Linked DNA regions of Mus musculus: region 1 is linked to region 2. A link is a contact called in public HiChIP or PLAC-seq data. All regions are on one chromosome and are shown on one strand. The core of a region is the stretch at or near the end of the contact, and the rest is flanking DNA. Distances in the headings are between cores, read along the strand shown.

The links. HiChIP or PLAC-seq counts read pairs in DNA pulled down with a chosen protein or histone mark.
Region 1: an HNF4G HiChIP or PLAC-seq map of pancreatic cancer cells shows a contact between it and region 2. The contact joins the promoter of Creld1 here to the enhancer-like site in region 2. A contact is called at or near these places in 3 of 39 promoter capture datasets (cranial neural crest, neural stem cells and pre-B cells), 3 of 484 Hi-C or Micro-C datasets (CD4 T cells, the G1E-ER4 cell line and uterus), 2 of 115 datasets of contacts at active chromatin or transcription factors (large pre-B cells and pancreatic cancer cells) and 1 of 9 other capture datasets (pancreatic islet).

What each region holds. Positions count from the first base shown.
Region 1 is chr6:113,481,576-113,487,138 of GRCm38.p6, forward strand. It overlaps Creld1 (cysteine-rich with EGF-like domains 1), which reads left to right and starts at 1,781. Exons shown (of 10, transcript NM_133930.2): 1 at 1,781-2,501; 2 at 2,920-3,002. The coding sequence starts at 2,328. It overlaps Il17rc (interleukin 17 receptor C), which reads left to right. Exons shown (of 18, transcript NM_178942.1): 17 at 708-803; 18 at 922-1,588. The coding sequence ends at 1,544.
Region 2 is chr6:113,022,366-113,028,616 of GRCm38.p6, forward strand. No RefSeq gene overlaps it. Among named protein-coding and RNA genes, the nearest start is that of Gm43868, 21 kb to the right of the region's middle. Within about 2 kb of position 2,621, at least 80 of the 459 cell types and tissues checked have an H3K27ac peak or open chromatin away from gene starts, as enhancers often do. A contact at or near this core is called in neural stem cells and pancreatic cancer cells, where this site is marked.

The DNA of each region.
Region 1 (5,563 bases), core at 531-3,030, 460 kb after region 2:
CTAAAAAGACATAGCCTGCCCACAGCAACAGAAATCTAAAAGGACAGGGCCAGTATGAGCTGTTGACTGTTTGCGATCTTACAGTAATAGTTATGGGTTCAGTGCAGTGAATGAGCGCAGCCAGGACCTGGTTTAGGTGGATGAAGGGTTCAGGGGAAAGGTCCTAGACACACCGGGAAGCCTCTGCTAGTTGAGAGGAGTCAAGCTGCAGTTTTAAGACTGTGAAGTACATTTTTGAGAGTTTCCAAAGCTGTCAGTGTGGTTAGAGGGTCTTGGGAAGAAGATGGGAGGCCCAATAGGGTGTAGGATTTTATGTCCCCAGCAACACCAGCTCCCTCAAGGGCTAGAATAAACCTATTTTAAACAGATCTTGGTGGTTCCCCATAGAGTGAATGGACTGTAAGCGGAAAGATAGGGGCTATTGCAATCATGCAAGACAGCAAAATTAAGGGCCTGTAACCCTAGGCTTCAGGGGCAATATCAGCTGCAATCTGAATGCACTTGATGCTGTTGTCCATATTTACAGGCATGGAAACGGAGGCAGGTCACAGAGACACATGGAGCTTTTTCAGTGCGTGGGCTCTGACAAATGCGACTTTGGGGCAGATCACTTCATGTATATAGACTCATTTTTTTTCTCCTCCGATAAGGTGGAGTAAAAGATAAAGGTTTCTTACTAGCCCATTATTTTCCCCTGTCTATTCCAGACATCCACAGGCGCTGGGTCCTAGTATGGCTGGCCTGCCTACTCTTGGCTGCGGCGCTTTTCTTCTTCCTCCTTCTAAAAAAGGACCGCAGGAAAGGTGAGTGCTTTCCTGTCCTGGTTTCCCAAGGACAGTCTCAAACAGTGGCGCTGGGGCTCAATTGGGTGGAGGGAAGGCAGGTCCGGGCTCACCCTCACAGGCTCCACTATCCCTGTAGCGGCCCGTGGCTCCCGCACGGCCTTGCTCCTCCACTCCGCCGACGGAGCGGGCTACGAGCGTCTGGTGGGAGCACTGGCGTCCGCGTTGAGCCAGATGCCACTGCGCGTGGCCGTGGACCTGTGGAGCCGCCGCGAGCTGAGCGCGCACGGAGCCCTAGCCTGGTTCCACCACCAGCGACGCCGTATCCTGCAGGAGGGTGGCGTGGTAATCCTTCTCTTCTCGCCCGCGGCCGTGGCGCAGTGTCAGCAGTGGCTGCAGCTCCAGACAGTGGAGCCCGGGCCGCATGACGCCCTCGCCGCCTGGCTCAGCTGCGTGCTACCCGATTTCCTGCAAGGCCGGGCGACCGGCCGCTACGTCGGGGTCTACTTCGACGGGCTGCTGCACCCAGACTCTGTGCCCTCCCCGTTCCGCGTCGCCCCGCTCTTCTCCCTGCCCTCGCAGCTGCCGGCTTTCCTGGATGCACTGCAGGGAGGCTGCTCCACTTCCGCGGGGCGACCCGCGGACCGGGTGGAACGAGTGACCCAGGCGCTGCGGTCCGCCCTGGACAGCTGTACTTCTAGCTCGGAAGCCCCAGGCTGCTGCGAGGAATGGGACCTGGGACCCTGCACTACACTAGAATAAAAGCCGATACAGTATTCCTAACCAAGTAGCACTCGTGTATCTGTTCCGAGGACCCGCTAACAGAGCCTTTAACCCCGCTGCCCTTTAAAGCCCGGACAGGTGCAGCCCGGAGCCGCTTCTGGTTGGCTAGTGTAGGGTGACGCCATGGCACATGGCTTTCCATAATTGGCTGGGAGAAGGCCCCGCCCTCCGGACTGCGGCGTTGAAGAAGGGTGTACTTTTTACGGAGGCGGTGGCTTTGAGGCGACTCGGCCCACAGCGCCCGGGGCGGAGGCGGGGACTTTTTTTTTTTTTTTTTCCCTCCTCCTCTAAGGTCTAGCAGGGTTTGGATCCTCCCAGTCCTGTTTCAGGCTGTGCCTCCATCTCCCAAAGAGGCTCTGAACTTGACCCCTTCTCTTCATATCCGGATCCGGGCTCCTCCTCCAGGACCGCCCATCCGCCTTTCTCTCGGAATATTTTGGGATCCAACCCTCTCTCTAATTTTGGCCCCTAATAACTCACTGAGACCCTAAAACAATGGGCTGACGCTTATTCTTTTGCCCGCGATCCCGGCCACCTCCCCCTACGGTAACGGAGAAATAATTTCTCTGCTGGAATCGTAGATTAGGCTCTTTCACCCCTTCCAGCGCCTCTGCTTCCACTACCCCAGTTTATCCTCGTTTTGTAATTACGTAGGTCTGGGGCTCTGAGCCCCAAGGCGCCTCGCTTTCCTCCCTTACAGCCTGGCTTCTCCAGTGAACCCTCCCCCTGCCCTCTATCTGCACGTCCCCAGCCTGGGAAAAGATGGCTCCACTGCCCCCAAGGGGCCTGGTCCCATCTCTGCTCTGGTGCTTGAGCCTGTTTCTGAGCCTCCCAGGACCTGTCTGGCTCCAACCCTCTCCTCCTCCCCATCCTTCTCCCCGAGCTGAGCCCCATCCGTGTCATACCTGCCGGGCACTGGTGGACAACTTCAACAAGGTGGGTGCACTAATAGCCACGAGGGAGGGGCCCATTATTGGAGAGCAGGGAGCTCTCTCTGCAAATCTGCATGGTGTCTAGTCCCAGTGTGGGTTGCTGGCTTTAACTGTATGGCATTTGGGTAAGGTGTGTCACAGTGCCTCAGTTTTCTGGTCAATAACATAAAATAATGAAATGTTAGAATGTTAGGCCGGGAGTGCCGGCACATTCCTTTAGTCCCAGCACTGGGGAGGCAGAGGCAGGTGGATCTCTGAGTTCCAGGGCATCCTGGTCTACAGACCAAGTTCCAGGACAGCCAGGACTATGCAGAGAAACCTTGTTTCAGAAACAACAACAAAACAAAAAACAAACTAATAAAAAATCCAAATGAATGTGTCTAGCTCTGTACTTAGATATTCCTAATTTCTTCCATATGCAGGGCCTGGAGAGAACCATCCGGGACAACTTCGGGGGTGGAAACACGGCCTGGGAGGAAGAGAAGTTGTCCAAATACAAAGACAGGTAAGAAGGTGGGGGCAGGGTATCTACCCCAACTCTGGGTTTCTGTTGATGATGTTGGATAGATTCTCTGCGGAAGCATTTCGCTCCCCAGATCCTGAACATTTACAGTACAGCAGATAAGGAAACCAAGCCCCATCTTCGAGAAACTTGCTTTTTTAGTAGAGTAGACACAAACAGTACACACAACCTGTCAGGTGAAGAACAAGAATGTGGGTAGACCACAGGTGGGTGGGATGTGTTCAGGATGGTCCGTTTGAACAGTAGGGGGGCCGACCTTCTGTTTCTCCCAAAGGTGGCTGGAGCAGAGTGAGCAGAAGGTTCTAGAGAGGAGTTTAGATGTCCTGAATGGGAGGCCAGAAAGGACACTGGATTTCCTGGAACTGGAGTTAGAGGAATTGGGAGCCACTATGTCTGTGGTGGGAACTGAATAATTGCTGAGCCATCTCTCCAGGTCTTAAGTGAAGAGATCACTCACACTCACAAAGTACAAGAAGCCAGGGGAGCATGGAGGGAGTGGGGAGAGCAGCTAGGGAGTGGGGAGAGGGGCTTCTTTAGTCTAGGTATAAAGGCAGCATGGACTAGCAAGACATTCAGTGGTGCATACAGAGCTAGTTGAAATCTGAGCATCCTTTGGAGATCATCAGTTGACATGATAGATTCCTTATGGAGCACGAGAGAGAGTACTATTGACTGGGTGAGGTGTGCAGGTGTTTTCTTTTTTTTTTTTTTCTTATTTTGGTTTTTCGAGACAGGGTTTCTCTGTGTAGCCCTGGCTGTCCTGGAACTCACTATGTAGACCAGGCTGGCCTCGAACTCAGAAATCCGCCTGCCTCTGCCTCCCAAGTGCTGGGATTACAGGCGTGTGCCCCCACTGCTCAGCTGCAGGTGTTTTCTAACTGCAGAGAGGCCATGAGCAGGGGTGGGGTCAGGCCAGGTCTCTGAACATGGTGGGGTGAGATGTGCCCTGGACACCCAGATAGCTTCCATCTTATTCCAAAGCTCGAGGGACAGGTAGGCCTAGAGACAGGGACTGAAGAGGCCCTCTAGATTGTCAAGGTGACACAAAAGGAGGGGTCGTGAAGAGTCCCAGTTTAGGCCGCTGGTGGGGTCTTGCTGTTTTCACGAATGCTAGGGTTGCTCTTCTCTCCACGCTACAGCTCCCTCACCTGATCCTTGGTACTGTGGTTGGATGATGGTTCCCACTAGGGAGAAAAATTTATTTTTCTGCAACTCTGGCCCTTTCTTTCCCTCAATTTCCTCACTTAGGAAGGCAGTAGTACCAAGAGTACTTCTGCTGTATAATGGCTTCCGGGTTCTTCTGTCTTTTCCTTTAAAAGTTTTATTCTATTACGTATTTTTTTCCACTTTTGATACTAGGTCTTACTGTATGTCATGGCTGGCCTTGAACTCACAGAGGTCCGCCTCTCTTTGCCTCCACAGTGCTGGGACTACAAGTGTGTGCCACCACACTTAGCTTCTTCCTAATGTTTTGTCCTTTGTTTCCTCTGTGTGTGTGTGATTGTGGACACATGTGCACACCTCTCAGGAGTCACTTCTTCCTCCTCCTGCTTGAATCCTGGGGATCGAACTCAGGTTCTCAGGCTCAGTCTTGGTGTGAATGCCTGGATCTCTTGAGCCATCTTAGTAATCCCCCATTTCTTTCCTTTCTCCTCTTTCTTGGTTTATTTTGCTAAATTGGCTCCTCTAGTATTCCACTGTGTCAGACCATTTTAAATACGTGATATGTTACAACATGTTTGTTTTTAATATTTTTAATTCTTTCATTTTTTGAGATTGTAGTATAATTAAACTAATTTTTATGTTATATATTTGTGTGTGTATACATGTGTGTGTGTGTGCAGGTACACGTGTATATATATGCTCACAAGTCTTTTCCCATTTATTTATTTTCAAGACAGGGTTTCTCTGTGTATCCCTGGCTGTCCTGGAACTTACTCTGTAGACCAGGCTGGCCTCGAACTCAGAGATCCACCTGCCTCTGCCTCCCAAGTGCTGGGATCAAAGGTGTGCGCCACCACGCCCAGCAAAATTCTGGTTTTGAGATATGATCTCCTACGAACTGACCTTGAACTCCTAATCTTCTTGCCAATACTTCCCAAGTGATGAGACCACAGGTGTGAGCAACTACATCTTGTTTATATATTAATTTCTTAAATTGTAAAATACACATAAAAGAATGTAACAGGCTGGGAATGTAGCTGAGTTGCTAGAGGGTTTCCCTCACGTGCACAGTACCCTGGGCTCCTTCCCCAGCACCTAATACAACCAGGCTCGGTGGTGCACACCTGCGATTCTAGTACTTGGGAGACAGAGGCAGAAGCAGGAGGTTAAAGTTGTACACAGCTACATAGTACTGGCTTCTAACTCAGTGATCCTCCTGCCTTAGCCTCTGGAATGCTGGGATTACAGATATATGCCATCACTTTTGGCTTTAGAACATATTCATCACCCAGAAAGAAATCTTATTCGCATTAAGCTGCTTGCTCGTCTGCATCATTCCTTCCCACAAGCTCCTGGCAACTCTAATATGCTCTCATCAA
Region 2 (6,251 bases), core at 1,371-3,870:
TTACACAAGGATTCTGCTGATTCTATCAGTTAGCTATTGCTGTGTAACAAATTACCCTACAACATAAGAGCTGATATCAAAATAGTATGTTATTTCTGAAGGGACCCTGGCCAGCCCAAGGATGGAGAGCACGGCTCTGGCAGACCTTGCCCTTTCCCCCCATTCCCTCTGCCTTACTAAAACTGACTTGGGAACTTACTAAAATCACATTCCTAAAGCCAGCCCCCAAGGTCCATTCCCTTATTTCTCTCTCTCCATTTCCTCCTCCTGAGGCTGACTACCAAAGTCCAGCTATCGAAGTATTGAAGTCCAGCAATCAAAAGCCCCCTCTGGCTCACCTAATTGGCATACCCAATTAAAGTTAAACACCTCATCCTAACAAGGGGTTTCTCCTTGTACCTTTATAAACTGCCAATTTCCTATTTGCCTAGTTTGTATCCTTTCTACCCAGAGGCAGCCCTTTGTCCCCTGGAGACAAATATCCCTCCCCCTTCTCCCTTGTTTCCTTCCTGTTCTCCCTTGTCCTCTATCTCCTATGTCTGTCTCTGAGTCCCTGCCTTCTGTCCTTCTGGGACAAAGAAATCTCCTTTGTGCTGAGAATTTGGTCTTGGACCAGGTCCTGAGTCAATATTTTTTCTTTCACTTTCCACTATTTTACTAGTTGCTTAGATAGTTTTTCTGTATTAATTGATATTACTACCTTCATTTGGAAGGTTTACTGGAACCTAGGCTTTTTTTATGGTGTTATCTATTTGTTTGTTTATTAATTACTGAAACACTGTAGGCAAGGGTGACTTCCTACTTGCATTGTAGCCATGGATGACTGTGAACTCCTGAACCTCCTGCCTTTACTTCCCAAGTGCTGGTATTCCAGGAGTGTACCACTATATCCATTTTATGCTGGGCTAGGGATAAAACCTAGGGTTTCTAGTATGCTACACAGACACTCTGCCAACTGAGCTACAATCCCAGACCTATGTATAAATAAATCTCTGATCTTTTTTTTTTTTTTTTTTAAAGATTTATTTATTTATTATATGTAAGTACACTGTAGCTGTCTTCAGACACCAGAAGAGGGAGTCAGATCTCATTACAGATGGTTGTGAGCCACCATGTGGTTGCTGGGATTTGAACTCTGGACCTTCGGAAGAGCAGTCGGGTGCTCTTACCCACTGAGCCATCTCACCAGCCCTAAATCTCTGATCTTAAAAGATTACTTTTTAACAGAAAGCATTGCTTTGAACTGACTCAATGGTTAAAGGCACATGCCATCAAGCCTGGCCACCAATTGGTAGCTACTATGCAGAGTAATGCTTTCAGCTACTCCTTTAATGTGCATAAGATCAGGTTTTCCTCAGTCCACAGAGTGACCTGGGCCCCTGATCCTTGTAAACAGAGCCTCTCAAGGTGAGACCCCAAGACCAGCAGCACCTGAGAACTGTTAGAAATGCAAATTATTGGGCCCCACCCCAAATCTATTGATATAGACAACTGAGGACGGGGTTCAGGCATCAGGACTACCTGGGCTGATTCTAAACTATGTTTATCTCCTGGAAACACTTGGAGAACTTAGTCGATTACCAATGCCAGAGCCCCACTCTCAGAGAATCTGACTTACATACCCTGGGTGCTGCAATCCCTGCAAGATCTTAAGTGCTCTGCAATTGACTCTAAGCTGCAGTGATTGGACTTCACTTGGACCTTGAGTTCAAGGTTGAATGCAAGGAAGTTAGGAAGCTAGGGATGTCCCAGGGGGAAAGTACAGAGAGATTTAAAGGCTAGGAAACACCCAACTCCCCATCCCATCCCCGTGCCCCAGTGCTGTGAATCTAACTCAAGGCCTCCCACAGGCTACTCAAGGCCTGAGTTACATCCCAGCCAGAGATTCATTCTTGCAACAGCTCATTTCCAGTTATCTTCCATAGGGCACAGTGGAAGTTACATCTTGATAAATCCATCTTAAGGTCAAACAATCACAAGCCTAATTCTCATAAACCTGAGACAGTCTATGTGTGTATACACACTCACAAGAATTAGCTTGCATGATCACCAAGGGTCAGGATCTGCAAGGTGAGGGCCAGGGAGATGGCTCAGCATGCAAGACTAATGACCTGAGTATAATCTTAGAATCCTTATAAAGATGGAAGCAGAGAACCGCTCCACACAGCTGTCCTCAAACTTCCACATGCATGCTGTAGCATGCACACCTGCACCAAAAAAAACAAAAAACAAAAAAAAAAAAAAAACCGCACAATAATGATAAATAATAAAAGATCTGTATGGGGAGTTGGAGGCCCAAGAAAAAAAGATGTTCAGAGAGAAAAAAAAAAAGAAGAAAAAAAAAATCCCAGTCCAAAGGTAGCCAGGCAAGTAAAGTCGTCTGTTAGTCTCTTTGTTCAGTTTAGGTAGAAGGATATGATTTACTACGTAGACCAGTTTCAATGCTAATAATATCTAGAAACATACCTCAAATAACGGCTGAACAAATATTTAGGCATTCCATGGCCCAGTCAAGCTGACACATAAAATTAATCATCACAGGGAGTATGGCCTTGGATTGGTGGACCAGGGTTTCCCAAACGCTGTGCATGAGGATCTAGGCCAGTGAAATTCTCTACCGAAAAGGCCTCTGTGAAAGCACAAGTCTTGAGGAAGGCTGTGTAATAAGGCACATTAACATATCAAAGCTATGAATCATCCCTCGGGAAAGAAGTGACTCACAACTTTCTCAGCGTTAGCGTTTGATCCCAGCATCTGTTTTTTACTTAACACCTATTCATTTCCCACGGAACTAAAGTGTTGCACAGCACATATTGGGAAATGCTATGCCAAGCCATGAGAAGATAACACAGACTTGGAACGTGGGTTGGAGCATGATGTTTTAGAGGAATCTGACGGTAGTCTACGGTGATATTAAAGAGTCTAGATACAAAGAGCCCAGCCGTATCTGAAGTGATAGAGGCTGTTCTTAAGTGGGAAGGGGGGAGAAAAGGAATATGATGAGATATGTAATGGAAAAGTATTTGAATATATAGTTCATAAAGAGAAAAGAATAATAGAAAATCCCAAACTTTGGAGCCTATGAAATGAAAGAATAAATAGCCACAGATGGGGGTGGGGAAGGAAAGAAAATCTGGTTTGGGGACAAAGGCATGGCATATTAGGCTAGGGGTGTAGCTTAGTGGTGGAGTATGTGCCTATCTGAGGGAGGCCCTGAATTTGACCCCAACATCCCCAACATACATGCACAGCTGCACACATGCACACATACAAGATATGTTCAATTTTTGATGTGCAGTTTTAGGGTCACAGTAGACAGGGGGCTATAAGAAATGCAGCAGTTATCTGAATTCTGAGATTTTGTCTGTAAGACATTGAAATGATTCACCAGCTTAGGACTCATCAGCACAGAGTCAGAAACTAAGTCACCTTTACCCTCTTTCCTTCAACCAGAACAATCCCTTCTCTTTTGAAAAGGCCATGCTTTTTAAGCCAGTCTCGGGGCCTCTTGTGAATTGTACAAAGAAGCTTTCTAATACATCCCTGTGTACTGTGGCAGTAGGAAGCACTACCCTTCAATGAAGGAAGCCTCCGGCTCCATGTATGCAGCCCATGTTGATTGTGGACAGAAACATTAACTCTTCCTGTTGCGTGTAAAAACAGAACATTCACTTCGGGAAACCTCAAAGCTCTGGGTACCTAAAACCATCAGCTTTCAGATGGACTTTATAAACTAAAACAAAGCCTTGCCACCTTCTCAATGGACTAATAAGGACATGCAGGGCGTCACTCTCAATCAGTTCAGTGAGTCCTCCCCGTGTGCCTTCTGTGTGCATGGCCATAGTGGTCCAAGGCCTTTCCCCTCCTCCATTCTGCTCTGTCTGAATCCGAGCTGTGCCCTGCTTCCCCACCAGCTGTCTGAATTCTGATCAACTTGTTTAATTACTTTGGGCCTTGGCTTCCTTATTTATGAAAATGTCTTTTTTATTATTTATGTATGCATTTCTGCAACAAATGCTCCTGAGCTCCTACCTCGAGCCCCTACTTATGCTAGGCAGGGTGACCTCTCACAGTGGCAAAAGATAATCCCTGTAGCCATGGAGATTAAATCTCACTTAATTCGGTGGGGCAGTGCTGGTGCACACCTTTACTGTTAGCACTCAGGAGGCAAAAGCAGGGACATCTCTGATAGTTAGAAGCCTATCTGGTCTACAGAGCAAATTCCGGGGGAGCCAGGGCTACACAGAGAAATCTTATCTCAAAAGACAAAACAAAACAAAACAAAATACCTTCCCCCCTAAAAAATAATAGCTCACTGGATTCTCTTTTTTTTTTTTTTTTTTTTTTTTTTGGTTTTTTCAAGACAGGGTTTCTCTGTATAGCCCTGGCTGTCCTGGAGCTCACTTTGTAGACCAGGCTGGCCTCGAACTCAGAAATCCGCCTGCCTCTGCCTCCCGAGTGCTGGGATTAAAGGCGTGCACCACCACACCCGGCTAGTTCACTGGATTCTTAAGAAGAAGAAGAGATACTTTGTACAAATTATAAGGCAGGATCCCAGCACTCGGGAGGCAGAGGCAGGCGGATTTCTGAGTTCGAGGCCAGCCTGGTCTACAAAGTGAGCTCCAGGACAGCCAGGGCTATACAGAGAAACCCTGTCTCGAAAAACCAAAAAGACCAAAAAAAAAAAAAAAAAAATTATAAAGCACGATGTTTCATGTGTAGAAGGCACTCAATAAATGCTGTTTTCCTTATTTTTGATAAATCAAAGCACAGAGATCCAAGTGTTTGTGGAAGCCAACATGAGCCTGAGAAGCAGTAAAACTGTGCGGACAAACATGTGTAGTGGCCACGTCCTCACCAAAGGACAATAGGCCACTCAACACCAGCCCACTGTCACAGGAACAGACATGGATCTAGGATTTTTTTCAATTTTAAAGAAAAGCAGGGGAGGGGGAAATCCCTATTTTAGATGTTTCAAGCCTAGTGTGGGCCAAATACAATCTCTCTGATTTGCAGCTGACCCAGAGAAGACGGTGTCCTCAAGGAACTCTGGGTTTTCATTCTCTCGGAGACATTATGTTGAAAAGGTAATGGACCCTTGAGTGAAATCCTATTTCACTCCAGCTCAGTCTCAATCAATCAGCCTAAGTCTCTTCACGCTCCACTGAAACAGGAACCTGGAGTGACAGGGTCATTATCACCAGAGGAAAGGGAAATCTCACCACGGGTCATCAGCTTGCATTGTGTAAATGACTATAAGGGATAGATGGGAGCAAACAATGGAAGGGGGCACAGCAGAGAGCAGCAAAGCACAAGCAGGTCAAGAATCCAATCATGCTGATTGGATTTGAAGGAATCCACTGAGAGACAGCCACATATATAGCCAAGCACTCAGGTGGTGCCTGTAAGGTGGTCCTCCACCAGGGTGACACTCATTGCTTTCATCATCTCTTTCCACTTTATGGATTTAATATCTGGTTCCATCCTTTAAAAGAGCTCATGATTCCCCTCTGTCCTCGCTTCCTCCTCCTGCTTCAGAGCAGGGCAGATGGAAATTCCATAATAAACAACGGCAGATGTGAGAAGACAGGGATATTTGTGTTGCTTCAGTGTGGAGCCCTAAATGAAGCTAACTTAACAGACAAGAATGTAGCAGCCTCATCCCTTCTAGAAGCATCTAAGCATTCCTAATGCTTTCATTTGGCTTCATAGAAACCCAGTAAGTATACTTCTGTGCTCGTACAACCTGCTTCAAAGTTTTCTTTGTATTTAGCCCACGTAAGATTAACTGGATATTCTATAAGACCATGTCAGCTTGTAGACCCTAGCGTCATTCACCTCTCCCAGATTCTATCAAGTGACTCGAGATAGTACATGTTTCTCATATACTGGGAGAGTATGGGACAATAACACTGGCACCCATTCCTTGGCATGCATGAGACACATGAGTCCTATAAAAGAGGTGCTGAACTCAGTTCATGATTGGAAGGTGACCGTATGTGACCGTAGGTGATAGATTGAGAAATTCTTCAAAAAGAAAAAGTCTAGGCTGTCAGAAGCATCAAAGGGACCACCATGAATGAAAAAGTTTTGCAAATGAATGTCTCATTCAGACTGGGCTGCCATAACCAAGCACCATAGATCAAATGGATTAAGTGAGAGAAAATTGTTTTCTCACAATTCTGGAGATTAGTTTTTTTGTAAGGGCTCTCTTCTAGCTTGCAAAGGACTAGTGAAGATAGATAGGTAGA